7 separate regions of the Mus musculus genome follow, and all the other regions are linked to region 5. A link is a contact called in public HiChIP or PLAC-seq, capture Hi-C and promoter capture Hi-C data. All regions are on one chromosome and are shown on one strand. Each heading gives the region's core, a stretch centred on a gene start, on an enhancer-like site or on the middle of the called end of the contact. The rest is flanking DNA. Distances are from core to core; before and after follow the strand shown. Region 1 holds the start of Asphd2 (aspartate beta-hydroxylase domain containing 2). Region 2 has its middle 17 kb from the start of Asphd2. Region 3 holds the start of Fbrsl1 (fibrosin-like 1). Region 4 holds the start of Tfip11 (tuftelin interacting protein 11). Region 5 holds the start of Mn1 (meningioma 1). Region 6 holds the start of Srrd (SRR1 domain containing). Region 7 holds the start of Tpst2 (protein-tyrosine sulfotransferase 2).

Region 1 (3,340 bases), core at 399-2,898, 980 kb after region 5:
TGCTCATGCCTCACCTACTGGCACCATCCTGGTGTCGGCTGAATAAAGCATCACTTGACTATAATGTTTAGGAAGTCAAAAACACGCACACTGAATATTCATGGAACTCTTAGGCTTCTAGGAAAAGTACAGGAACAGGGAGAGGAGAAGTCAGCTTCTTCTCGAGCTGCTGAGCCGGTGTTAAGCTTAACACCCACCCTCCTCCATGGGTGATACCATCAGCCCTGACGGTTTCCTCTTTAGGAAAAAGGGGAAAAGCCCCAGAAAGGTGCCTTTTTTGGCACCTGCTCTTTGAGAAAGCCCAGGGTTCCCAAGATTCTATGTGAGACTCTCACCTGGTGTTCATAGACTCTGAGGAAACTGTAACTCCAAAACTGCTTTCATCAGCCAGGTTTCTTCGGATGTCCTGAGCCCCAGTCAGTGGTAATAACTGACTCAAGAAACCGAGTTCCCACCAACCTGCTCATGTCAAAAGCAGATGGATAGGATACCTCTCCACTGCCAGCCCTTCCCCTCCTCAGAACAGCCTTGCTTGCTCCGGACAAAGCAAACAAGAGCCCTCCCTTAGACAGAGCAGTAAACATTCAGCAAGGAGAGAGCCTAACCTCTCCACATGACCAAATCCAGCACTAAGAGAAGGAGCTGGGACCTGCCACTCACTTGAGTTCCAGGAGGCTGGCGGCCCCTTCGCCCAGGGAGGGACACACAAGTCCAGAGCTGATTTGTGACAAGAGAACAAACTCTGGTTTTGGTAGAGTGTGTGGCATCAGGATAATAGGTAGACACACACACTTCTGGCTCTCTTCACAGATCAGTTCCCATCAGGAACGGGCATCATGCAGCCCCGAACCTCAGATCTCAAAGATCAGCCGGCTCTGGGGAATAAAGGACAAATTCAAGTCCGATCAAAGATAACTTCTGACGTGAGGAATGCCTGGGGAGACAGTCTCCACTTGACCCAGTTAACCCGGATCAGATGACCAGCTCAGGAAGCTTTCTGATGACAAAGAGACCGGGTCACCCTGAGGTGAAGCCAGGCGACCCCGAACCCCCCCCCCCCCCCGCAAGGTACAGCACACCACAGGAGAGGATAGGGGGTAGCTGTGTTGCTTGCTATCCTCTCTACCAGGGGGCGCAGAGAACTGTCCGGAGACAAGCCCTCCCCTCTAGGGACCTTCCTCCTCACAGTCTCCCGCCAGTGTCACAGGCCCTGGAGAGAGTACGACAGAAGAGGTCAGAAAGATGCGTTAACGCAGGTAGTCAGGGGAAGAGATGGTGAGGTGAGGGTTACCTGGAAAAGTGGGAAGGAGGTTTAGGGCGCGTGACAATTCTCGGGACAGGGAGGTGGGTCAAAGTGGGTGATGCTGAGGAGGATGGGGGATCAGGGGAAAAGGCGAAGGAGGAAGCTGGAAAGAGAGAAAGAGGGGGAGGAGAAAAGGTGGGGGTGATGCTGCGCTGCGCGGTCCAGCTCGAGAGGCACTCAGCACGCAGCCGGTGCTAGGCGACCGCGGGCCCTGGGCCGGCCCGGGATGCAGGCGCGGGCGCCCCTAGCATCGTCCTCCTCTGCCCCGCAGCCCTGGAGACCCCGCTTACCTGCGCGGGCGGCTGCGGGGACCCGGGCGACGCCACTGCCCCAGGGACGCGGCCGCCCCCTGCCGCGCCCGCAGCCGCCGCCCGGCCGGAGCCGCGAGCCCCGCCGAGCCGGTGCCGCCCGCGCTGCGCTCCGCCACCCCGAGGACCACAACTCCCACAATGCCGCGCGCGCCTGGCGGCGGGGAGGGGGCGGCGGGGCGGGGCGGGACCCCCGGCGCATGCATCTGCCGCGCGTACCCGCGGGGGGCTCCGCGCGTCCCGCCCCACCGAGCATCGGGTGCGCGCATCAGGTCCGGGGGCTTCGCCTATCAGACGCCTTTGTTCCTCCCTCCCTCCCTCCTGCATCCCCTCCGCTCGGTCCTCCCTTCCGCATCTCCTCCCCTTGGTGTCCTTCCCCTCGCCCCTCTTGCCTGTGATGAATCCCACACACACTTCTGAGGCCCCGCGGACACGTGGGATGAAATTGCAAATGGAACAGCCTGGAAGATCCGCGGCTCCCGGCCCCGCCTGGGCGCTGCTGACTGGAGCTGTTGCAGACCTGGCGCCTGCCCACAGGGAGGCCCAGTCTAGCTAGCCACGGCCAGTTCTGCCCAGTTCACTGGAGGGAAAGGGGCTGCTCAGCCTGGCCTAGGGACACCGCGCTGCGAGCGCCCAGGGAAGCGTGGGCTCCTTGGAACAGTGCATGGGCGTTCTGGGAGCGTGGGGTGGGATGCCAGCCCACAGCCCATCTGTGTCTGTCCTCGAACCTACTGCTTCCAATCCCAGCATGCATCTTTGTCCTGGCCTAGAATCCTCATTTTTGTCCAGGATAAAATCACCTCGGGTCTGTCCCAGAAGCCCCCTGCCCTTCACCCAAGCTCGCACTTATACAGTTGGTGATAGAGAACCCACTTGCTTCACCCAGGACCCCTGTTTCCTGACTCAGAACCCACTCCATGCCCTGGAGTCTCCATCTTAGTCCCTTAAGCCCTTGTTACAATTCCAGGAGTAGAATAGCATCCCCCCCCCCCCCCACCACCACTTTTTATTTTAATACAGTGACTCAAAACGCGTCATTGGTTCAGCAAGGTTCTTTTGCGGGGACGCCACCAAGACACCTGACAGAAACCAATGGAGGTGGGAAAGCTCACCTGGGCTCACAGGTCAAAAGTTTTCAGTCCGTTATGGCAGAAAACGCATGGAGGGATGCTACACTTGTAAGCGTGTGATCTAGGCTCAGGAAATTGGGGCAAAACCAGGGTCAGTCTGTCCTTCAAAACCCACCTCTCCCGCCTACTTCCTGCAACCAGACCCACCTCCCGTTGTAAACTCCAGGGCCTCCACAATCGGTGCCATAGGCCGAGAACAAATGATCAGACCATGAATATGTCTTACATAGATTGAGAGCCTGTAAAATGCACTAAGGACGGTTGCCGATCCCGGGCTGACGACGGAGGGCTGAAGGCAACCCTGCTCCTTCTGAGTAACTGCTCTGAGTGGCTAGAGAAAGCATGCAGCTCGTGTCCTGCTTCACATTTAGCAAGTTGCCCAAATTTAGCCTCATCCACGGCCCTTATGCATAAAGAACACCGTCTTTCACACGGTCTTCCGTATGCGTTCCATTCCCAGACTACACCATCTGCAGTGCATTACGAATTAATCCTGTCGACGAACCTTGTAATTATCTGTGACCACTGTGATTACAGGGTTCCATGTTTGTTAAGCGTGTTTATTTGTTCGGCGGCCAGATTACAGACACGGCTCTGCT
Region 2 (3,229 bases), core at 197-2,696, 990 kb after region 5:
AGCACGCCGTGAGCCTGTTGTCATGGCAGTGGATGGAGACAGTGAGAGAGTGAATGAAGGGCTGAAGAAGGGACAGAGTTATTCTCAGTTTTCTCTCTTGGGCAGCTGGAGGGACGGATGTGATGGCACACATTTGAAACAGGGAAGCAGTGTGCCATTGTGTGTGCACCTATGAGCATGTAGAGGTCAGAAAACAACTTTGGTGTCTTTCCTCAGATGCCTTCCATCTCTCTCTCTCTCTCTCTCTCTCTCTCTCTCTCTCTCTCTCTCTCGAGACAGGGTTTCTCTGTATAGCTCTGGCTGTCCTGGAACTCACTTTGTAGACCAGGCTGGCCTCGAACTCAGAAATCCGCCTACCTCTGCCTCCGAGTGCTGGGATTAAAGGCGTGTGCCTGTTTCTTGAAACAGTGTATCCTATGGGCAGACTGGCGGAGATCTTCAGCCATCCTCCTATCTTCCACCCCAGTGCTAGGATTTCAAATGGATGCCACCAAGCCTGCCTTTTTGCTGGGGACTGAAGTCAGGTCCTCATGCATCCGTCCATAGCATCCATGCACGGTACACATGCATGGCCCACAAAGGTATCCAAGCCCAAGAAAAGCAACCAGCTGCCAAGCTTGGACTTCATAAAAGGAAAAAGAAAAGATGGAAAAATTCACTTTGTCTAGCTACTTTGTTTTGAGTCAGGGTCTCACGTAGTCTGAGCTAACCTCATGTCCGGATCCACCTACCTCTGCCCCACAAGCAAGGCCTTACAGTCTGTGCTGCCATGCCTAGCTTTGGTCTGTATCTTTGCTCTAAGAACTTTTTAAAGATGACTTGTCTTTAGCTGTCTTTTTAAAATCCCTTCCTGTGCTGCGCCAGCCCGGCATCTGTTTGTAGAAACCCTTGCCTTTCATTTTGCATTCCCGTCTCAGATAGCGGATTTTGAGAACAGAAATATAATCATCTCTGTGCGAACAGCCCTCTCTCAGCCTGGGGAGGAGAGAGATCAGCAGCAGAGGACTCTGTGTTGGCGTCCTGACCGCAGGCATCATTGTGACCTGTGCTGCCTTGTCACAACATGAGCCTTATAAACAGCAGACAGGACCCTAACTCCAGAAGCCTGTGCATCCCAGATACACCCTCTCTGCGTCTCCCGGGAGGGAGCTTCTTTTGAAAAGGAAGCAATCCAGTTAGGATGTTGGAATCTAGAAAGTATACCAGGGTCAGACAGGATGTTGGGCGCTGGAAATGCTCTCGAGTTTTTTTAAGGGCTTCCTAATGTGCCCCCACCCTCACCCCCCTACCCTTCAGCCCCTGTCCCCAGTGCAAACCTGAGCTACTGTTTCTTTTTCCAAATGAGGGCTTAGAAATGTGCTGCAGGGGTAGTTTGGGGCATCTCAATTTGCAATTCCCAGTAGCTCTCCCAGCCCGAGTGCTTTTTTTGGTTTCCATGGAAACCAGCAGTGTTTTGAAGAGGCGGTGGCAGGTTCGGCGCATAGGGTGCCACCCGGGAATGCCTGTCAGTCTGTTGGTTAAAGTAGACGGTGAGAGGACTGTGCTTTGGGGTTTCCTCTGACCATGTCAGTTTGACCTTCTCGAGGAAGAGAAGCAGAGTGGGATGAGCTCCACCCCCACTCCAGCCTCTGGGGCCTGGGAGCCGTCATTAAGTCACTGTTGCAAATGTCTTCGCCTTTGAAGCCACCAGTGGAGCAGGTGTGGTGACTGACACCTGTGTTGTTCCCGTGATTGTCGAGCTGGCTAGGTGGGGCGACTTCATAACTGGCTGGCATTGCCTGGCTCGGAAAATTTATTTCTGGTGGGACATATTCTTAGCAGCCCCAGGTATTGGTTCTCAGCAAATTTCAGGCAGGACTGATTGCTCTAGGAGTTTGTGGGTTTCGCATATTTGCATGTGTGGGGGAGGACAATGCCCGTCTTTTCTCAGCTCTGGAATTCTGCGGGGGAACCTCCTGGTCAATCCACAGCCATGTGATCTCCCTTTAAATGTCCAAGAATGTGGGGGCCATGACTGCTGCAGCCGCACAGGACGATCTCTGCCTCTATCTAATTCCCAGAGGCCATTGGGAAGACCACATCTCGGCATTCCTCCCTCAGAGCTCCCCCACCCAATCCCTGCCACTTTTTTTCCTTAGTAAAACTACATTTGCTCTTCTTGCCCTGATTCTTCTTGGGTGAGAGACAAGGGCAGGCTAAGTCATCGGCTTGAGGTGTTTCTGGGGGCTGTTGATTACCCCCAGGTAAACCTACTGAGAGAGCTAAGACTCCATCACCCTCAAAGAACCCACATCAGCTACAGAGACAGGGCACGGCGGCACTCCCTACTTCTTTCTAGTTACATGAGAGTGAGCAAAAGGCACGGTGAGGGAAGGGCAGACATCAAAGGGCACGCAGCAGTGTATCACAGATATGGCAGGAAAAGATGTCGGATCTGGGCACTAAGAAAGGGTACTTCCTGCCTTCCGGACTGGTCCTGCATTGAAAACTCATTGCAGTCACCACATGGCTTTTTTTTTTTTCATACTTACTACACAGTTCAGGTTGGCCCAGACTTGCGATCCCCCAGCCTCAGCTTCCCAGGAGCTGGTATTGCAGGCTTGTACCACCCAACTTGGCCAGAATGTGACATTTAGAATGCCTATCTATTTCACACATAATAAAGCATAGGAAAAAACACCTGGACTCACACACAGGGCTGACGGCCCTGTTGGAGTAGGTGTGGCCTTGTTGAAGAAGGCGTGGTCTTGTTGGAGTGGGTGTGGCCTTGTTGGAGTAGGTGTGTCACTGTGGGCGTGGGCTTTAAGACTTTCATCCTAGCTGCCTGGAAATCAGTCTTCTAGCAGCCTTCAGATGAAGATGTAGAACTCTCAGCTCCTCCTGCACAGTGCCTGCCTGGATGCTGTCATGTTCCTGCCTTGATGATAATGGACTGAACTTCTGAACCTGTACACCAGCCCCAATTAAATGTCATCCTTATAAGAGTTGCCTTGGTCATGGTATCTGTTCACAGCAGTAAAACCTTAACTGAGACAATAGGCTTGATCCTCTTAAGAGGTGTTCATATGCACCAGAAAGGTGTCCATAGGTTGCAGAGCAGTGAGTGGATCTCAAGAAGGCCATAGGGCCTGCTGCAGGACTAGTGAGTCAGCTGGCTCAGTGAGCAAAGATGCCTGCTGCCAAGTCCTAGGACTGGAGTTCAGTTCTGGAACCTGTCAAGTGTGAGGCA
Region 3 (3,092 bases), core at 76-2,575, 970 kb before region 5:
TCTCAAGCTTGGCCTGAAACTGGGAAATCGCAGGTATCAGTCAGGGCAAGAGTGAATAGGGTCGCAGTAATCCCTGCGACCACAGCCCAGCAGATGAGATGTGGTCCCCAAAGTTTTCACCCAGACAGAGATCTCTGCATTGCTAGGGGTTTGAAGGTTCTGCTAGTGCCCTGAAGGCCTGACCAGCATTTTCAACCACTTGAGTTCCAGAGACACAGTGACTACTCACTCACTCACTGACCATTTCTCTCACTTCCTTCTCTTCTACTAACCTGAGTTCAGGTCGGAAGGACACTTTGCTCAGCAAATACTGTGCACGACAACTCAGTCAAACACGTAGTATTCTTAGCAAATCTATTACCTATACCCATGCAATGATCACCAAGAAGGGTTTGCCAGTTGACTCCCGGTTCCCTCCAAAGAACCCTTAAGAGATCATAGGACAGGAAGAATCCCAAGTGTCCATTTTATCGTCGCTGCCTCCCCGAGGCCCAACAATGTCCAAATCCCCAGCTGGTCCCGGACGCAGCGATAACTTGGCAACAAGTAACGATCGCTGCAAAGCCCGCTTAGGTGGCGTGGTTTAAGTCCTCCCACACACCCCTCACTCCAGGTCCTCTTCCTGGCAAGGTTGCAGCGCGGGGCCAGGAGGCATACGTATGCGTTTCCTTGGTCCCGGGTCTGGCCTTCCAGCCCACCTACCTCCAGGGCCTCCAGGGTGCTGAAGCTGGCTATAGCGAAGCCGTCAATAACCTCCTCCTCCTGCGAGCTGGACTCGCGGCGACGGCGCCGCGGGGGGCGCGCAGCGCGCAGAGGCGTAGGGCGCTGAGGCGGCGCGCCGTGGAGTCCCGCGTTCTCCTTGCCAGGACTGGGCTCTGGCTCCTCACCCGACGACGGGCTCTGGGCGCGGGCGTCCCGGGCGGCTTCCCGACGCCGGCCGCGATCTCGCTGCGCGCGCGAACGCCGGCTTGGCCGGACCTTGGCCTCCATGGCGGCGCCGCGGCGGTGACCTTGGCGCCCCGCACCGCCTGCTACGCCGTGCCGCCGGGCTGCGAGGGCGCCGCGCGGGCTCGGGGCCGGGGCGGGCTCGGGACCGGGGCGGGCATGCCGGGCGCGGGCTCTCAGCACCGGACGCCGCGCGGGCTAGGACCCCGGGTCCCGCGCATCGGAGTGCGGCGGTCTCTCGGCGACCCTAGACCAGGTCCCCAGGGACACGGCCCATGGCGACCGGCGGGCAGCGGCAGAAGGCGGCGGGTGGCGGAGCTTCTGAGCACCGGGACCGTGAGGCAGACACAGTAGTGGCAGCGACCAGAGCGGATAACAACTGACGCACTTCCGCCGGGCCGGAGTGCCAGAGGAAGCGGGCGCAGCTGGGGGAGGCTGACCCGTCGACTCCGCCCCACCCTGGCCCCGCCCTGACCCCGCCCTTCCGGACTAAATGGCTCTGCGCTGAGCGGGCCCTCGCCCTTTCACGTTAAGCCCCGCCCCCGAAAGGGGGGAAGCTTTCCCTTTGCTCCGCCCCTGCAACAGGCCACACCCGTTTGCGCACAGCTCTTTAGAATTCCGACCCCCCGACCCTGTCAGATCACGCCCCATTCTTCCCGGCTCCACCTCTCTTGTCTACGCTTTCTCAGTTCCTTAAGCCCCGCCCTTGCCTTCCGGTCCTGCTCACCTGTGCAGGTCGCTGAGCCTAGTCATGGTCAGATCCCTCCTACTTCATGCCTCGCCTTGTTGACCACGCCTACTAGGCAATTAGTGCTCGCCTACAAGTACTGCCCAGCCACCTACAGCGAGTTTGTGGCGATCAGCGCCTCCCCTTCCGCCCTTCCCGTAGGAGGTGATGGGTCTATGCACCTACAGTAGCTTGGGGCAAACTGAGTGGAAGCACGTGAGAGAGAGTAGGTAGGTTGGTGCTGGGGGCTCACTGTGCTGAAGTCCTAGAGGCAGCGCGTACGTCATCGTCCACCTGCAAGCCCTCAAGCCCAGTTTCACTCTGGTCCCCATGCAAAATTAGGTAGCGCCCTGAAAACCAAACCCTCCAGTCTCAAGTAGTCTTTCCTTAGAGACCTGCCTACACTAGTCCAAGGACTTGGGGACCGCCGATAGGAAGTACAAAACTAGACAAAACCGTGAGTTTCCTCAGCAACTTCCCCAGTTGGGATGCCCTGGAGCTGGGCACGAAGTCTCAGCAATTCCTCCAGTGAGAACATTTGACATGAAGAGAAGGGAGGTGTCACAGCTTGGGCATTGGGCACTGAGTGAAAAGTGACATTGAGCCATGCCTACATCTGGGCAGCAGAGGCCCTGAAAGGAAGCAGACACGACTGAAGAATGCCCCTGGACAGGACCTCAAGTGCACATTTTCTGGCTCCTGAGATGGCCACAGGCTCTCTGCCAAGACGTCCCTTGGGGCATCTGGGAACGTGGCCTATCATCCACAAGTGTGCTCTTTCACTTAACAACACGGGGACCAACACACCTGCCAGCCTACCTGCCAGCCTTCCCTCTTCTTCCCATTCCAGATTTTATTACAAAACTACTCAGAGCTAGCATCTAACTAGCTAAAGAACCCTGTTGGAAAGACGCAGAACCAAGGCAGCTCCTCATTCCTGCTAACTGTTCTCTTTTAGACACCTCCTCCTGAGACCACCCCACTCCCAGCTTGTGGGGAGTTTCACTCTAGGTCAACCCTTTTCCACTCCAAGAACAACGACTGAGACCCGATTTTTGAAGTTTTCAACAGAAATAAAAGGTATCCTTGCTTACCAGTTATCTTAGTCAGGGTTTCTATTCCTGAACAAACATCATGACCAAGAAGCAAGTTGGGGAGGAAAGGGTTTATTCAGCTTACACTTAAATCACCAAAGGAAGTCAGGACTGGAACTCAAGCGGGTCAGAAAGCAGGAGCTGATGCAGAAGCCATGGAGGGATGTTCTTTACTGGCTTGCTCAGGCTTGCTCAGCCTGCTCTCTTATAGAACTCAAGACTACCAGTCCAGGGATGGTCCCACCCACAAGGGGCCTTTCCCTCTTGATCACTAATTGAGAAAGTGCCTTACAGTTGGATCTCATGGAGGCATTTCCCCAACTGAA
Region 4 (3,285 bases), core at 664-3,163, 910 kb after region 5:
GCCTAAGTGTGAGAAGTTTTTGTTTGTTTGTTTGTTTGTTTGTTTTGTTTTGATCAAAGATGGCTAGCTTGCCCAAGGTCCAGTATTCCATAGTCCGTGCTCCCAGCCCCATCTTGGGACACTCTTGTAGTTTATGTCAAACCCCAAATACCAGGCATTTTTTGATACTTGCTGGTCATAAGCTTCCTCTTGGTGTGGTTTATGATGTGCCAATCCCATCAGAATGACGCTGAGCTCCTACCAACGGGATGAGTCACCTGATAGCACGATAGCACGTGTGTCAGAATGGAATGGAACGGAACGGAAGTACCCTTGCAGCTTGCGTGTGCTTGTCTGCCAACTTGGGGTCACTGCCTTCCTGGTTTACTTTCACTTGGTTCACACGCAGGGATATTCTTTCCCAACACAAGTATGCTTTCAACTTTCCTGTACTGGGATCCCTTGCTCATGCGCTGAAGGCCCCCTGCCTGCTCGTGGCCGACCTCCACACTGGCTCTCCCACACCACCATGCCTCTTCCCTTCTTCGTTCTCCTCCCGGCAGCTATGAGTTACAACTTGCCTGCCGTTCCCGCCCCCACCCCCAACCCTGGCCCCACTGCCCGCCCTCAGCTCTCTGTATCAGTTCTTAGATGCTTTCATTCACGTGACCATAAAACCCCAAGAAGGGACCCTGATCCCACAGTATCACATTGGCTCTGACGGACTCCCCAAGAGCCTCACTAACAAATCCTCCTGCATGTTTTTTGGTTAGGTTTTATTGCTGTATTGTAAAGACCATACCCAAGAGCAATTTGGGAAGGAAACTGATTTATTTGCTTTACAGATTACAGTCCAAAGACATTTTTAAAAAGAACTGAAGTAGAAGCCACGGAGGGAACGCTGCTTATTGGCTTGCTCCCTGTGCTTACAGCACCCAGGACCACAGGGGGAGGCCCCACCCACAATGGGCTGGGCCGTCCCACATCAATCATGAATCAAGCAAACGACACCAGTCTTGCCTACAGGCCATCCGATGGAAGCACCGAGTCCTTTTCCTAGATATCTCTAGTGTGTATCAAGCTGACAGGGGAAAACAAAAATAAGTCCAGCCAACAACAAAACCCACCAGGACCCAGCCTTTTAGGGTATTAGAGAAAACAAATTAGTTTCAGAACCAGAGATGGCACCAGACTATGTATAGATTTGTAAGATGTGTAAAAAGATGACATATGCTCTTTGTGGGTCGCGTTGGCACACGCCTTTAAGGCCAGCACTCAGGAGGCAGAGGCAGGCAGATCTCCCGAGTTCGAGGCTAACCTGGTCTACACAATGAGTTCCAGGACAGTCAGGGCTACACAGAGAAACCCTGTCTTTCTTTCTTTCTTTTTTTTGGGGGTGGGGGGTTTCGAGACAGGGTTTCTCTGTGTAGCCCTGGTTGTCCTGGAACTCACTTTGTATGTAGACCAGGCTGGCCTCGAACTCAGAAATCCACCTGTCTCTGCCTCCTAAGTGCTGGGATTAAAGGCGTGCGCCACCACGGCAGGATGAGAAACCCTGTCTTGAAAATTCACAAAACCAAAACCAAATCAAACCAACAAGAAACCCCAACTCCGTTCTTTCCCAGCGACAGAGAAATAACTAGAGCAAAGAGGAGAACAATAAAACTGCTTCCTGGAGAGAACTCGACATGGGGTCGCGAGGACATTTTAATCTCTCAGTGTCCTCGTGACGCTGGTAACGCCAAGTAAGACTCCAGTGCCTGGCGACGGCTCGCCCTGGAACGAGACGGCCACTCAGCCTCAGTTCCGATGGGAACCAGAAGCAGCGCGAGGCGGGATCACCGGCCCTTCCGGGTTGCAGACACGCCCCCTCCGGCGTGAAGTCGCTGCCGGGGCAACAGCGCGCCACTTCCGCCTCTGAGCGATGACGTATTTCCGATGCGCCGGTAAAGGCCACATCCGGGTTTGGGCTGGCGGGACCCTCGCAGATTCGGGGACGCTGGGCGAAGGCTGTGTGGCTCTCGCGGATGCTGAGCGAGGTGAGCAGGCGGCGGGGTGGCGTCCCGGGAGCGCGGGCTGAGGCTCCGAGGCTCCGTGACGACGGCTTTACGGTTTCCCTGCGCTCCGGGCCCGCTGCTGACATTGAGCTGAGCGTCTCCTGTCCCCTGTGCTGGGGAGGTGGCGGTGCTGTAATTGAGTGGGCCTAGGGCTTCCTGCTCCTTTGAGGAAACTCAACATGTGCTGGTTGCTGGGGTCGGAACCTGTTGAGTTTCGCCGGTGCATAGTGAGGAGGAGGAGGAGGAGGAGCAGCGGGGGGGGGGGGGAGCTGTTAGTCACCGCGGAGCCGTTTTCACGCTGTCAGTCACTGGTGTCACATAGTGAGGATGTTACTGTGCAATGCACACAGTGTCGGGTCGGGACCTTTGAATGTGATAACCACACTCACAGGTGTTCATAGAGGCGCGATTTAGACTCAGGCTGGGGTGTTAAGTGTTAATGATTTTCACAATCATTTTGAAGGATTCACTTCGCAGTCCTGACTTGTAATGAGTGTGAACCTGAAACCCGATCATGGAGTGGAAGAAGATGCTTTTTTTTTTTTTTCCTTTTTCCTCCCTTTCCCCCCGTTTCTGTTTTTTGTTTGTTTGTTTGTTTTGTTTTTTGTTTTTGTTTTCAAGACAGAATTTCTCTTTAGCAGCCAGCCCTGGCTGCCCTGGAATTTGCTTTGTAGACCAGGCTGGCTTTGAACTCAGACCCCCCTGGTCTCTGCCTCCCTACTGCTAGAGTCAAAGATGTAAGGGTGCTGTTTCTTGAGCACCTACTGGGAGCGGAGCTTTCGTTGTTGTTTTGTCGGTTTTGAGACCAGGCTGGCTTTGAACTTAGAGAGATGGATCTGCCTCTCTGCCTCCAAAGTGTTGGAGCTTTTGTTTTTCGAAAGTATCATCTTAATCAGTCCTTACAAGCTTCTCCTGGAACTGAATGAATGCAGTTATGAGAGAGAGAGATGAATAGCTACCTGGGTAGAACACTGTTTTTTCCCTACCCTCTAGGAGTGACTGCAAAGTGGCATTCAGAAAGACTGCAACCTTCCAGTACCGTAGAAGCCGTTCAGGGAAGGAAACCTTCAGTCCCGTGGAAATAGTATTTCAGAAAATGCTCTGAAGTTTCCCTGGAACTGCAAATTGGCTAGATACAACTTTTCCTGGAGAAGTAAAAAGACCAACCTGGTTTCTGAGGTAATAACATTTAGAGCTGTTGCTTCCTTTCTGTGGCATATGTGCCTGTCATTCTGTGGCCCCGCCCCAC
Region 5 (3,340 bases), core at 798-3,297:
TCTAACGGGGTGCTCTTTCCTTTGTGCCTACACAGGCAAAGCCTCTGTCTTCTCGCTGGCTTTCCTTCCCTGTCACTTTGCTAAGTAATAATTTCCATGTCCAATTCCATTTCTTTTCTAGTTCTGAAACCTCTAAGCTATCAGCAAGAGGATAGTTCGCATGAAAACTAATTACACAAAATCAATATTTAATCACAGACCAACAACCTGATCCTGCAGAAAAATCCTTTTAAAACTCCACCACCCTGCACAAATACTTCTTCCCAATGCTTATTTATGGGCCCCGTTTTTTGGTGGGGGTAATTTTCATTTTTAATTTCAAAAGAAAAAAAAATCTGTAGACTGCAGGAAAAACCCGAGCTTGTTGCAGCTTCCTGAGAGCTTTTATTTCGAGTGTGTGAGGGTGGGGGTGGGGGTGAGTGAGTGTGTGGGGGATGGGTTTGTGTGTGTGAAAGAGTGTGTGTCTTGGGTGTGTGTGTGTGATTTCTTGAGACGTCTCTTGGGGCTTCCTGCCCCCCCTTCCTAAATCGAGCCCATTTTCCAACGTTTCTTTCCTCAGAAGCTCCAGGGAGTAATGAATCGGCCGCGAATGACACGGTAACTTTTAACTCATGCCCGCGACAGTGGAGTGCTTAATCTGAGGTTTTTAAATAAAAAGGGCTCCGGGTTGGTTTTATTATAACGTTTATTTCATTTCAGATTTCATGCGTAATTTAGCAAACGCTAGACAGACTTGGGCGATAAACACTTTCTTTTGTGGGGGGGGGGAAGGCATTTTTATACACCGTGCTTAATTTTATTTAGATTTAATAGCGATATCGGGGGCACTTCAACGAAAGTTTTTTTTTTTTCTTTTCCCCTCTTCTTTTAAGAATCCTGGCTTGCCAGCAAAATTGTCTCGCTTTATTTCATGACAAGGAAAATTAAAAGCCTTTCCGCCCCTCCTCCCCTACTTACACTTTGAGAGGAAAACTCGCACACGCATGCTGGCGCTTGGGTGCGCGCGCGTCCACAGAATAAACACCTCCACCTCCTATCACCTCCAACTTCTAACTTTTAATTGCAAGATAGATTTCAGCCTCTACTCCGTGAGGAGTAGAAAGATCTAAACAATTTTAAGTAAGATTATTGGGATAAATATTCCATATGAAATAGGGTAGGTATTAAATCACTCTTATTGATTTTAGTATCACAATCCAATTCCGTTCTTTGACCTCTTCAGTTTAATTGATCTTTTAAGGAGGCCAACTTCGCGCCCTTCAGGGCCTGGGCCTGCCTGCTTGTGGCCGCAGCAAGGTGTCGCCCCCACCCCCGCCCCCACCCCGTGCGCCCTTTGCGCGTCGCTCTCCTCAGGGTTTCGCATTGTCTCGCCTCGTCGCTCCCGCGCCGGGCTCACCCGAAGTGGCTCCACAAAGCGGCCGAGGGTGCGTGGCTTCTTCCCGGTGGAGCCAGCGGCAGAGAACCGGAAGCCGCGGACGGTGGGAGACTAGGGAAGGAGCGAGCCAGTCTCTGGTCGCAGAGACAACCTTACTTCGTGTTTCCCCTCGGCGATCACCTCGTGAACTTGCCAGGGCCGGCTCCCTGGGGCGCTGCCCCGGGCTGCAGCACAGGCGACACTTAGCGACTTTCCCTGGCGCGTCCGGGGACTCTGCCAGGCTACCCCATTGTCTGTGCGCCCCGCACAGCTCACCGCCCACCTCCCCGCCCCCTGCCCACCCCGCAGGTCGCGCTGGCTCCGGTTGGGGGTGGGGAGTTGAGAACAGCGTGAATGGGAAGGGGGCGGACAAAGCCTGGCTCCCGCCGTCGTCCTAGGCTCGCGCCCTCCCCAGCCGGGGGCACCTGGGGCGCACCCCCAACGCCGTAGCGCCGGACCCGGAGTAGCGCGGGTTGGTGGCCGGGCCTGCGCAGCCGGGACCCGGGACCACCTTAAGAGCGAGCCCCGCCCCCGAGCCCGCTCGGGCGGCGCTGATTGGTGCAGAGGTAATGGCTGGAATGGATTGCTGAAACGCAAAACTTGTTGCTGCTTCTCCCGGCGCCGGCGAGAGGCAGACGCGGAGCGGAATCCCGGACCTCGCAGCGCCTCGCCCGCCCCGCGCGCCCTGCTCGCCCGCGCGGCCCATTCCCGGGTCCGAGGGGACCCGTGGAGTGCGGAGGCGGGAACCACAGCTTCGGAACCGCCGGCCCCACGCCTCCCCTCCCGCGCGCGGCCCGAGACTCCCGCGAACTCGCGCGGCGACCGGCGATCGAGCCCGAGCCGCGGAGCCGCGGAGCCGCGCGTCTCCCGCAGCCTGCGTTCCCGCTCCGGCGCCCGCGTCTACTGCTGTGAATCCAGCACCGGCGATGAGGAGCGGAGCAGCCCGTCTTCCGAGCCGCTGAGGCTTTCGCCGCCGATCGCCCGCGGCCGACCGGAGGTGCGGGAGCCGGTGCGGCCCGGGAGCGGGGACTCGGGGCAGGGGAAGGACCAAGGGGCTCCGCTACGGCCCCAGCCGCCGCGCCGCGGACTCCAGAGGTGATCATTCTGCTCTTCCGTCCCCTTCCCTCCCCCCTATCTAACTTTTTGTCTCAGCTCGTCGGCCTCCAGGTCTCCTCTCCGCATACCCACCCGCGACCGTGCCATCGACCCGGGGCATGGGCCCCCCGACAAGGCTCCAGGAGGCGCCGCGGCCTCGCAAGACGTGAGAGGCCCGCTTGGGTCGATTTCGAGGTTCCGAAGAGCAGCGGAGAGAGCTCCTAGCCAGCGCCCGCGCGCTGGGCCGGGCGGCAGTGAGCGCTGCGCCCCGCGGTGCAGAACGTCCCGGAGCGCCGGAACCTCGGCTGAGGCGAGTACCTGGCCGGAGGCGCGCGGCGGAGCAGGCTGTCATGCCCTATTGATCCCCTCCCGCCCCCCCCCCGCCCCCCCCGCCCCCGCCAAGTATGTTTGGGCTGGACCAATTCGAGCCCCAGATCAACAGCCGGCACGCTGGTCAGGGCGAGGGGAACTTTAACGAAGCCGGACTGAGCATGAACGCCCACTTTAAGGCTCCTGCCTTCCACGCCGGGCCTCCTACTGGCCCCGTGGACCCTGCAATAAGCGCTCTGGGCGAACCCCCGATCTTGGGCTTGAACATGGAGCCCTACGGCTTTCATGCGCGCAGCCACTCCGAGCTGCACGCAGGGGGGCTGCAGGCGCAGCCTGTGCATGGCTTCTTCGGCGGTCAGCAGCCTCACCACAGCCATCCCGGAGGCCATCACCCGCACCAGCATCACCCCCACTTTGGGGGCAACTTCGGTGGTCCGGATCCAGGTGCCTCATGTCTGCACGGGGGCCGGCTGCTTGGCTACGGAGGTGCAGCGGGCGGCC
Region 6 (3,467 bases), core at 102-2,601, 930 kb after region 5:
CTCTGTAATATTCTAAGTAGCCCTGAATCAGATTCTCTATGCTCAGGAGTGATAACCACACCCCTGGAAGGATGCTGGGAGAAGCAGGGCATTCTGGGAGATTCTGAAGCAGCTGAGGAAACAATGACTATCTGGTGTGCGCCTTGAAGAGTTCAGGTCCTAGACACCTATGTCTCACTAATCTCGAGACTTTAAGGCACTGCTTGCTTCTATCTGTCCTCTCAGCTGCACCGCCAGTAATTTATGTTCAGAGGTAACTTCTGGGTCACCAATGCTTTTTAAGTGTAACTTGCCCCCCTCATCACAGCCCTTCTGACCCATACAAAATGCTACCAACATTTCTAACTTAGCCCTGTAAGACCAAAACTAGAAAAGGCAAGAACACGGTGTAGCCTGTGTATGGTGGGCACCGTCTATGTGCCCTGTAAGAAGGTACAGACCAAGTGCTGGGGAGATGGATGTAACATAATAGAGTACATGATAATGATTAGGTGGAAGCATGGGGTTTGAAGTCACCAAGGCCTGGGCCTGAAACAATGATCTTTGTATGTCTCTCGGAGTGCCCAGGATTCCAGTGAGCCTGTGAAATACATAGGCTGCAAAAGTCTGCGCACACAGCTGCTGCTCAGTAAACCATTGATGCAAATGTTGACATCTGTGTTTGCTGCAACCTCGATTTACAATACGGATAATAACCAATGTGGTGTGTGGCCCACAGCAAAGACGGGATATCCTCCAATTCAGGGCTGCTGGGCTAGCCTAAGCTATAGTACAAGATCCCGCCTCCAAATCCAGAGCTGATGATTTATAGGGTAAAGGTTCTTGCCACCAAGCCTCACATTTGAGTTTGATTGTCCTAACCTATGCAGTGAAAGCAGAGGTCTTCTGAGCACCTTCTGACACCCTCCTCCCCCACCTCGAGCTTGGGTGCCAGGGAGTGCTCTACAGTCACATCACACAATCCTCTGAGCATCCCTACGTAATGCTTAAACCCCCATCTCAAAGGTGGCAGACAGGGACACAGGATGATAAACTGCCGCAGCCGCAGCGAATGGGAATGGCAGCTTTACTGAGAGCTTGCTACAGTGACACCGGAGGGAGAACTCAGCCTTTCCCAGCGGGTTGGCACACCCATTTCCAGGTTAGGGACACTGAGGCTGGAGTTGCCTCTCGGCGCTGCACTCACTCGGCCTCCCGCAGGCGGCGTAGCACCGCTTCGCCGTCCGCCTCCGGCTCGGCCCGGGGCCCCTCGCCCGGCCGCGGTCGCCTTCCCGCCGCGCGCTTCCTCCTCCGCGGAGCCACCGCGCTCCAGGGCTCGAGAGCCGCCGCCGCCATGCTCTGACGTCAGCAGAGTGCGCCAGAGCGGCCGCCGTGCCGCCGACGTCACAGGCTGCGTCACACCTCACGTCATCGCCAAGCCCCCACCGGCGGGAGGTGGGTCCGCGCGTGATCGCGGGGCTGCCGGGCGGGCGCAGGTATCGGGGGTTTTCCCGCGGGCGGCCAGACAGAGCCCGGGGTCCCGGTGGGCGGGCGGGCGGGCGAGCCTGATCCACGCGATCGGGCCGCAGGGTTCGGGGCTCCTGACCAGCGAGGGACTTCCCTCCGTCCCCGCGCGCACCCGCACTGTCCCCCTGCCTGTACTCTTAGGGTGTCATGGCCTCTTTAGGTCCCTTACACAATCACTGACCTCATCGGGACCTTTGAGAACTCGCTGTTAGGTCCTCCGAGCAGGCCTCAGGGAATGGGAGGGGTGGTTCCAGGAACAGAGATGCCCTGCACAGTGTGCTCGCCCTGTGTTTGCTGCAGAACGAGGTGTGTGTAGTTGAGGTGACTGATATTTAAGAGGCCTTTTCGGGTTCGTGGGGGATGCCCCTCGGGCACTTCCTTCTTCCTAAGAGAGTTTACTCGCTTTTAAGAGAGGGTCCTGCTTTGTAGCCATAGCTTGCCTGGAACTCAGCAATCTGCCTGTCTATTTCCAGTGCGCTGGGATAAAAGGCCTAAACTACCATGCCTGGCTCCCTCCCTAAGAGACTTCAACGTACTATTTCCACAGGTGGCAGATTGTGGCCAGCTTTAGAGATCCTGTCCTTGAAGGAATTAACCAGAAAAGTGGGATTAAGACTATAGTCTTAATGAAGCCAGGTGGTGGTGGCGCACACTTTTAACCCCAGCACTTGGGAGGCAGAGACAGCCTGAGTCTACAGAGTGAGTTCCAGGACAGCCAGGGCTATACAGAGAAACCCTGTCTCGAAAAAACAAACAAACAAATAAACAAAACAAAACAAAGACTATAGATGAAAATGACGGAAGGCTTGTCAAGGAAAAGGATTAAATTATTTTTGTGTTTCCTCCCAGTGTTATCCACACAGTGAAATAAGACTGTCAGAAAATTTCAGCCTCGTGGATAGTAATTTTAATGCCTGTACCACCTGTTTCTGGACAGTTCTCTTGGAGGAGCGAAGAATCAGAGTGAGGCCAAGACTCTTTTCTGGCAGAGTATTCCATGATACACTGAGTTGTCTTCCCCTCTGTCAAAGTTCTCTCTTGCACTCTGAAGGGCTGCGCACATTCTGATTAGGCTCCTGAGTGCCAGTTCCTTAATTTTGGGACCATTTGACTGGTGTGGTCCCTTACACCCAGTACCTTCTACACTCGTCGTCTGGTTTCCCTTCTGCAAAGCTATTTTCTGCTGAAAAAAAAAAAAAGGCCTTTGAAGTATCTGCTACCCGAACTCTTTTTATTCTAAAACACAAGCTCTGAAGGCTGCTTTGAAACCAAGTGTTTATTGAACCTTGTGGGTCACATGAGTGGTCACAGGTTTCTGAAAGAATTGATTCTTTGTTTTTCCTCAGAGCTGAGATACTGGTGTGTGTGTGTGTGTGTGACCTGGGAACTTTGGACCTTTTGAAGAAACTCACTGGATGGCTTTGGACTGTACACAAAGTCAGAGATCCTATCAGAAGCTGCCCTGCCCATCCAGCATGCTTCTCCTTGCTGTGGCACTCCCTGGGGGGGAGTTGGAACAGATTCCAGTGTAGACAGCCATACAGATGCTCCTGAAAGCAGCTCACAGATGGTTGAGTTAATCTAGTCCACCTCCAGTCCTCCTGGACTTGTCAGCAGTGCAGAGATACTTCTGGAAAGGAACCTGCCCCGAAGGGAAGTTGCCTTTTCATATTGATTCAAGAGTGAACAAGAGGCAGAAACCACCTGGATGGTCCACACCTGGCATCACTGAGCTGGGGACACCAGTTGGGGGACAGAGAACTGCTTCTAGGAAGAACACCAGATGAAGAGGATGAAGCCATCTGGAGAGTAAATGGCCACCACCACTCCCCCAGAGACAAAGTCAGCAGCGTGGTGAGTGTCCAGGCCTGCCTGGAGCTGCTTCCAGGATCATTTGAGTGAACCGGAAGCCTCAGCTGGCTAGTCTTACTGTTCTTAGAGCAACCTCATTAAATGTGGAA
Region 7 (3,403 bases), core at 588-3,087, 860 kb after region 5:
CTCCTGCCTTCCTAGCATCTGTGGAAGCAGAATCCTTCCTCTGCATCCTTTGCCTACCCTGGGATGCTTAACCACCCCTGGGATGAGCCAAAGCCCTTACCTGCTTGTTCCTCCCTAAAAGCACCCCAAGGGGGTCTCTACAGAAATCTTATCTAGCCATACTCTTCCCTGATGAACATGGACCCTGTCTCCATTTCAGCAGGATCCTGTGGAGATAGATGCCTTTCCACAGTGCACAGGAGCCAGGCCACATCCTCCCCTTCCACCACATCCTGCCTACCTGTCTTCAAGCAAGGCCCCAGGCTGACCTCCTCCTTTCTGGATCCTGCCCCCCCCCCCCCCCCGGGCCCTGCTGTGACTAATGTTCTTTTCATGACTAGTTGCACAGGCCACCCTGCCTGTGCTTTGGGTCATGAGGTAAGCACCTCATTTTTTCCTCCCTGGACTAGTTTTGGAACCTACTCTTGCCTGGCCAGTTCCAGACCCTGCTGGGAAGGCTTGTTGAGGGGAATCCAGCTTACTTGTGGAATCATAAAGCTCAGAGAAAGCCCTCAGCGGAGCAGAAGTCCCCTTCAGGCAGACCTTGCTCTTTGATCTTTCTTCACCCATAAATAGTATAAAACTCCCAGAGCTGTGTCGTTAGTCACAAAAAAAAAAAAAAAATCTCAAATATGCACTCAGTAAATGCTATGTTGTGTGGTTTCATTTTTGGTAACTGGCTTCACCAAGACGGGGACTTTGTCAGCCCAGCATCTCCCACAGGGCAGGCACTGTTTTATAGACTACATGAATGAATGAATGAATGAATGAATGAATGACAAACACATATCTGTGTGCCTTGCTTTGTCTGGCCTGTAGAGATATTTGTGTTAGTTGTAACTAGTATAAAAATGAATTTCATTTAGTTTTGTACAGGTTTGGGGTATACGGTTTCACAACACCCTGGAAGGTCAAAGGATTTGTTTGGGTGGGAGGGGTACGTCCTTGTATGATGTGGGTCCCTCATCGAACTCATGTCGTCAGACTTAGAGGCAGGCGCTCTTACCCACTAAGCCATCTCGCAAACACCAGGATTTTATTTTCAATATTTATTTTTATTACTGTGTGTCAAGGCACACGTGTGGAGGTCGGAGACAACTTTGTGGAGCCGGTTCTACTCTTCCATCTCTGCACGGGTTTCGGGGATTGCAAGCGTCTTTACCAAACGAGCCATCTAATGTATTTTAAAATGGTAAAACACACCACAACTCGTGCGCGCGCGCGCGCGCTGTAAACAGAGGCTATAGAGGACGCAGCGAGAGGCTAGCCTACACCTTCTCCTTTGCTCTGCACACCTTGGGCTGGCTCCTTTCTGGGACCCAATCCTGTACCTATAGTGCACACCCCTGCGCTGACGGACAGCCATCCCGCTCAGCGTCTGAACGCCAGCTTGTGGCTGCGCCCTCAAGGATGCCGTGCAGAGGAGGAACGCCCTGCGTAGTTAAAGGAGCCAGAGCAGCAAGCTCTAACGGCAGGGGCTCCGCCCCCGGGGAGGAGATGAGGGCGGGGCAACGCTGGAAGGGGCGGGCTCTCTTGGCCACACCCCTTGCGTCATGGCGCTAGAGGGGAAGCTAGGGGAGGGGGAGTGGCGGAGGCCGTGCGTGTGGGCAGGGCCTATCTGGGTCCCGCCCCCAACCCTCTGGGCAAGCCTGGAGTGTCGCGGCTCTAGCGATAGACGTTGGGGGCGTGGTCAAGCACTAGGCGACAGGGGCGTGATCACGAGTGGCTCCGCCCCTTGCGTCACGACACGCGGCCCCGCCCCTCGCGGCGCCTCCCTGGCGGCCGGCAGGGAGCCGGAGTCTGCGCGGGCGCCGATTTGGGCACGGTAGGTGGCAGCGGCCTCGGCCAGTACCAGGTCAGGGCTGCGTGGCGCGGTCCGGACGGTGGGCGGCGCGGACAGGCCTGGTCGCCGCGGGAGGACGCGCGTGGCCTGGAGCCCCACCCGCGCGGCGCCGCGGGGAAGTTAACTTGCGGAGGTCGCGGCCCACGGTGGTTCTTAAGAACGCGTAGACCTCTCTTGCTCTGCCCTGTTTTGCTTGCTTCCTGCTTCACACGTGGGAAACTGAGGCCTGGGGTCACGTGCCCGGGCGCTGGGACTCACAGCTAGGACGGGGCAGAAACTCTCCCGCGGGGTTTTGTGCGCGCGAGCGAGCGTGTGACCCTCCCCCCTCCCCCCAGAGGTGGCTGCCCCTGTACCCACTGCTCCCGGTGTTCATACTGTTCCTTGCCCTCCCCAACCCCTTGTTTCTTTCATTCTAGCAGGGATGCCCGATGGTTAGTTAGGCCCAGCTTCTGCATTGGGGCAGATCGGGCTGGGAGGCTCCGGCTTAGTATTGGGGACATGCCCTTTCTCCAGCCTCTGTTTCCGGACATACAGAACTGGGTTTGTTTCGTTACCCTGAAGAAGCTGTTAAGTTATTTGTGAACCGCTGTACCCGCCTTGCCTCGCCTTGGGCTCATTCCATTTACCATATCTTGTTTTAAAAACCGTATCTAAGGATTTTTTTTTTTGTAACACTTTTTCTGAAGGTCTGATCCACTAACCATATAAATCTTCTTTTGGAAGTAAACTTTAGGTGGTTGGTGGGTTTTAGGATGCTCACATTACGCACTGATCCTCGTCTACTTTTAGAACATTTGTACATCCCCCAAAGCAGCAGTCCCTAACCCTCAACTCCCAAACCTCTTTCCCCAGACCCCGGCTCACCTTCATCTACACTACTATCTGTCTATGGATTTCTCTGCTCTGGGTGGTTCTGTGTATGGTTCCTCATGTGCATAGTATTTCCTAGTGTGGATATTGTGTGTGTGTGTGTGTGTGTGTGTGTGTAGTCCATTGGTTTGTAGATGGACAGTGGGTTGATGTTCCTTTATGGCTGTGATTAGTATTGTTGCTGGGAATACACACACTGTATTTCTCTTTTCAGTTTTGCCTAAATTTCAGGATCCCTTTAAAGTTTAACCTATTGAGGAGCTGCCAAACTCCCAAAGTGCCTTACCACTTTACTGCCTCTGGAATGTGATGGTTATGATGATATTTGTGACCAAGTCTTATCTACCTCAAGCTGACCTTGAACCCCAGACTCTCCGGTTTCAGCCCCGGAGTGCTGGAATTAGAGGCTTGTGCCACTTGCCTGGCTTGAGGTTTCCCATAAATTCTGAATATGTTTCGTTTCTTCTGAAACATCAGCGTCTTCCTGGCTTCAATGCATTTGTTATAAATGATTTCCTAGTTCATTAGTGCTCTGAGGGGTACCCTGCATGTCATCCGGGCGGTTCCTGGGACCTGCTAGTAAGCAGCAGTGGTGAGCAGATTTGTGGTTGACAGCTTCAGTACCTGTTGGGGTTAGGGCCTGGACCTGCC

What was found. Promoter capture Hi-C pulls out the DNA fragments that hold promoters and counts their contacts. HiChIP or PLAC-seq counts read pairs in DNA pulled down with a chosen protein or histone mark. Capture Hi-C pulls out chosen DNA fragments and counts their contacts.
Region 1: a contact with region 5 is called in a capture Hi-C map of embryonic stem cells, with 2.8 times the contacts expected there. The contact joins the promoter of Asphd2 here to the promoter of Mn1 in region 5. A contact is called at or near these places in 1 of 484 Hi-C or Micro-C datasets (embryonic stem cells), 1 of 115 datasets of contacts at active chromatin or transcription factors (embryonic stem cells) and 3 of 9 other capture datasets (adipose tissue, embryonic stem cells and liver).
Region 2: a contact with region 5 is called in an H3K4me3 HiChIP or PLAC-seq map of forebrain, with 4 times the contacts expected there. The contact joins the enhancer-like site here to the promoter of Mn1 in region 5. A contact is called at or near these places in 2 of 484 Hi-C or Micro-C datasets (both in cortical neurons) and 3 of 115 datasets of contacts at active chromatin or transcription factors (embryonic forebrain, embryonic stem cells and forebrain).
Region 3: a promoter capture Hi-C map of liver shows a contact between it and region 5, with 2.4 times the contacts expected there. The contact joins the promoter of Fbrsl1 here to the promoter of Mn1 in region 5.
Region 4: a contact with region 5 is called in an H3K27ac HiChIP or PLAC-seq map of the NIH/3T3 cell line, with 8 times the contacts expected there. The contact joins the promoter of Tfip11 here to the promoter of Mn1 in region 5. A contact is called at or near these places in 1 of 39 promoter capture datasets (hippocampal neurons), 2 of 484 Hi-C or Micro-C datasets (both in cortical neurons) and 7 of 115 datasets of contacts at active chromatin or transcription factors (the NIH/3T3 cell line, SST interneurons, embryonic basal ganglia and 4 more).
Region 6: a promoter capture Hi-C map of hippocampal neurons shows a contact between it and region 5, with 4 times the contacts expected there. The contact joins the promoter of Srrd here to the promoter of Mn1 in region 5. A contact is called at or near these places in 1 of 39 promoter capture datasets (hippocampal neurons), 2 of 484 Hi-C or Micro-C datasets (both in cortical neurons) and 8 of 115 datasets of contacts at active chromatin or transcription factors (the NIH/3T3 cell line, SST interneurons, bone marrow-derived macrophages and 5 more).
Region 7: a contact with region 5 is called in an H3K4me3 HiChIP or PLAC-seq map of neural tube, with 3 times the contacts expected there. The contact joins the promoter of Tpst2 here to the promoter of Mn1 in region 5. A contact is called at or near these places in 1 of 39 promoter capture datasets (hippocampal neurons), 1 of 484 Hi-C or Micro-C datasets (embryonic stem cells), 7 of 115 datasets of contacts at active chromatin or transcription factors (VIP interneurons, astrocytes, embryonic forebrain and 4 more) and 1 of 9 other capture datasets (embryonic stem cells).

The regions. Positions count from the first base shown.
Region 1 is chr5:112,393,125-112,396,464 of GRCm38.p6, forward strand. Asphd2 (aspartate beta-hydroxylase domain containing 2) reads right to left here and starts at 1,649. Exons shown (of 6, transcript NM_001357013.1): 1 at 1,594-1,649; 2 at 661-875; 3 at 336-459.
Region 2 is chr5:112,410,230-112,413,458 of GRCm38.p6, forward strand. No RefSeq gene overlaps it. Among named protein-coding and RNA genes, the nearest start is that of Asphd2, 17 kb to the left of the region's middle. Within about 2 kb of position 1,447, at least 62 of the 459 cell types and tissues checked have an H3K27ac peak or open chromatin away from gene starts, as enhancers often do. A contact at or near this core is called in cortical neurons and forebrain, where this site is marked.
Region 3 is chr5:110,447,178-110,450,269 of GRCm38.p6, forward strand. Fbrsl1 (fibrosin-like 1) reads right to left here and starts at 1,326. Exons shown (of 19, transcript NM_001142642.1): 1 at 703-1,326. The coding sequence starts at 990.
Region 4 is chr5:112,324,456-112,327,740 of GRCm38.p6, forward strand. It overlaps Tfip11 (tuftelin interacting protein 11), which reads left to right and starts at 1,914. Exons shown (of 14, transcript NM_018783.4): 1 at 1,914-2,018; 2 at 3,030-3,215.
Region 5 is chr5:111,415,253-111,418,592 of GRCm38.p6, forward strand. Mn1 (meningioma 1) reads left to right here and starts at 2,048. Exons shown (of 3, transcript NM_001081235.2): 1 at 2,048-2,411; 2 at 2,567-3,340. The coding sequence starts at 2,914.
Region 6 is chr5:112,341,689-112,345,155 of GRCm38.p6, forward strand. It overlaps Srrd (SRR1 domain containing), which reads right to left and starts at 1,352. Exons shown (of 7, transcript NM_001359388.1): 1 at 1,187-1,352. The coding sequence starts at 1,335. It overlaps Hps4 (HPS4, biogenesis of lysosomal organelles complex 3 subunit 2), which reads left to right and starts at 1,407. Exons shown (of 14, transcript NM_001359853.1): 1 at 1,407-1,475; 2 at 2,356-3,360. The coding sequence starts at 3,320.
Region 7 is chr5:112,274,908-112,278,310 of GRCm38.p6, forward strand. It overlaps Tpst2 (protein-tyrosine sulfotransferase 2), which reads left to right and starts at 1,838. Exons shown (of 7, transcript NM_009419.5): 1 at 1,838-1,864.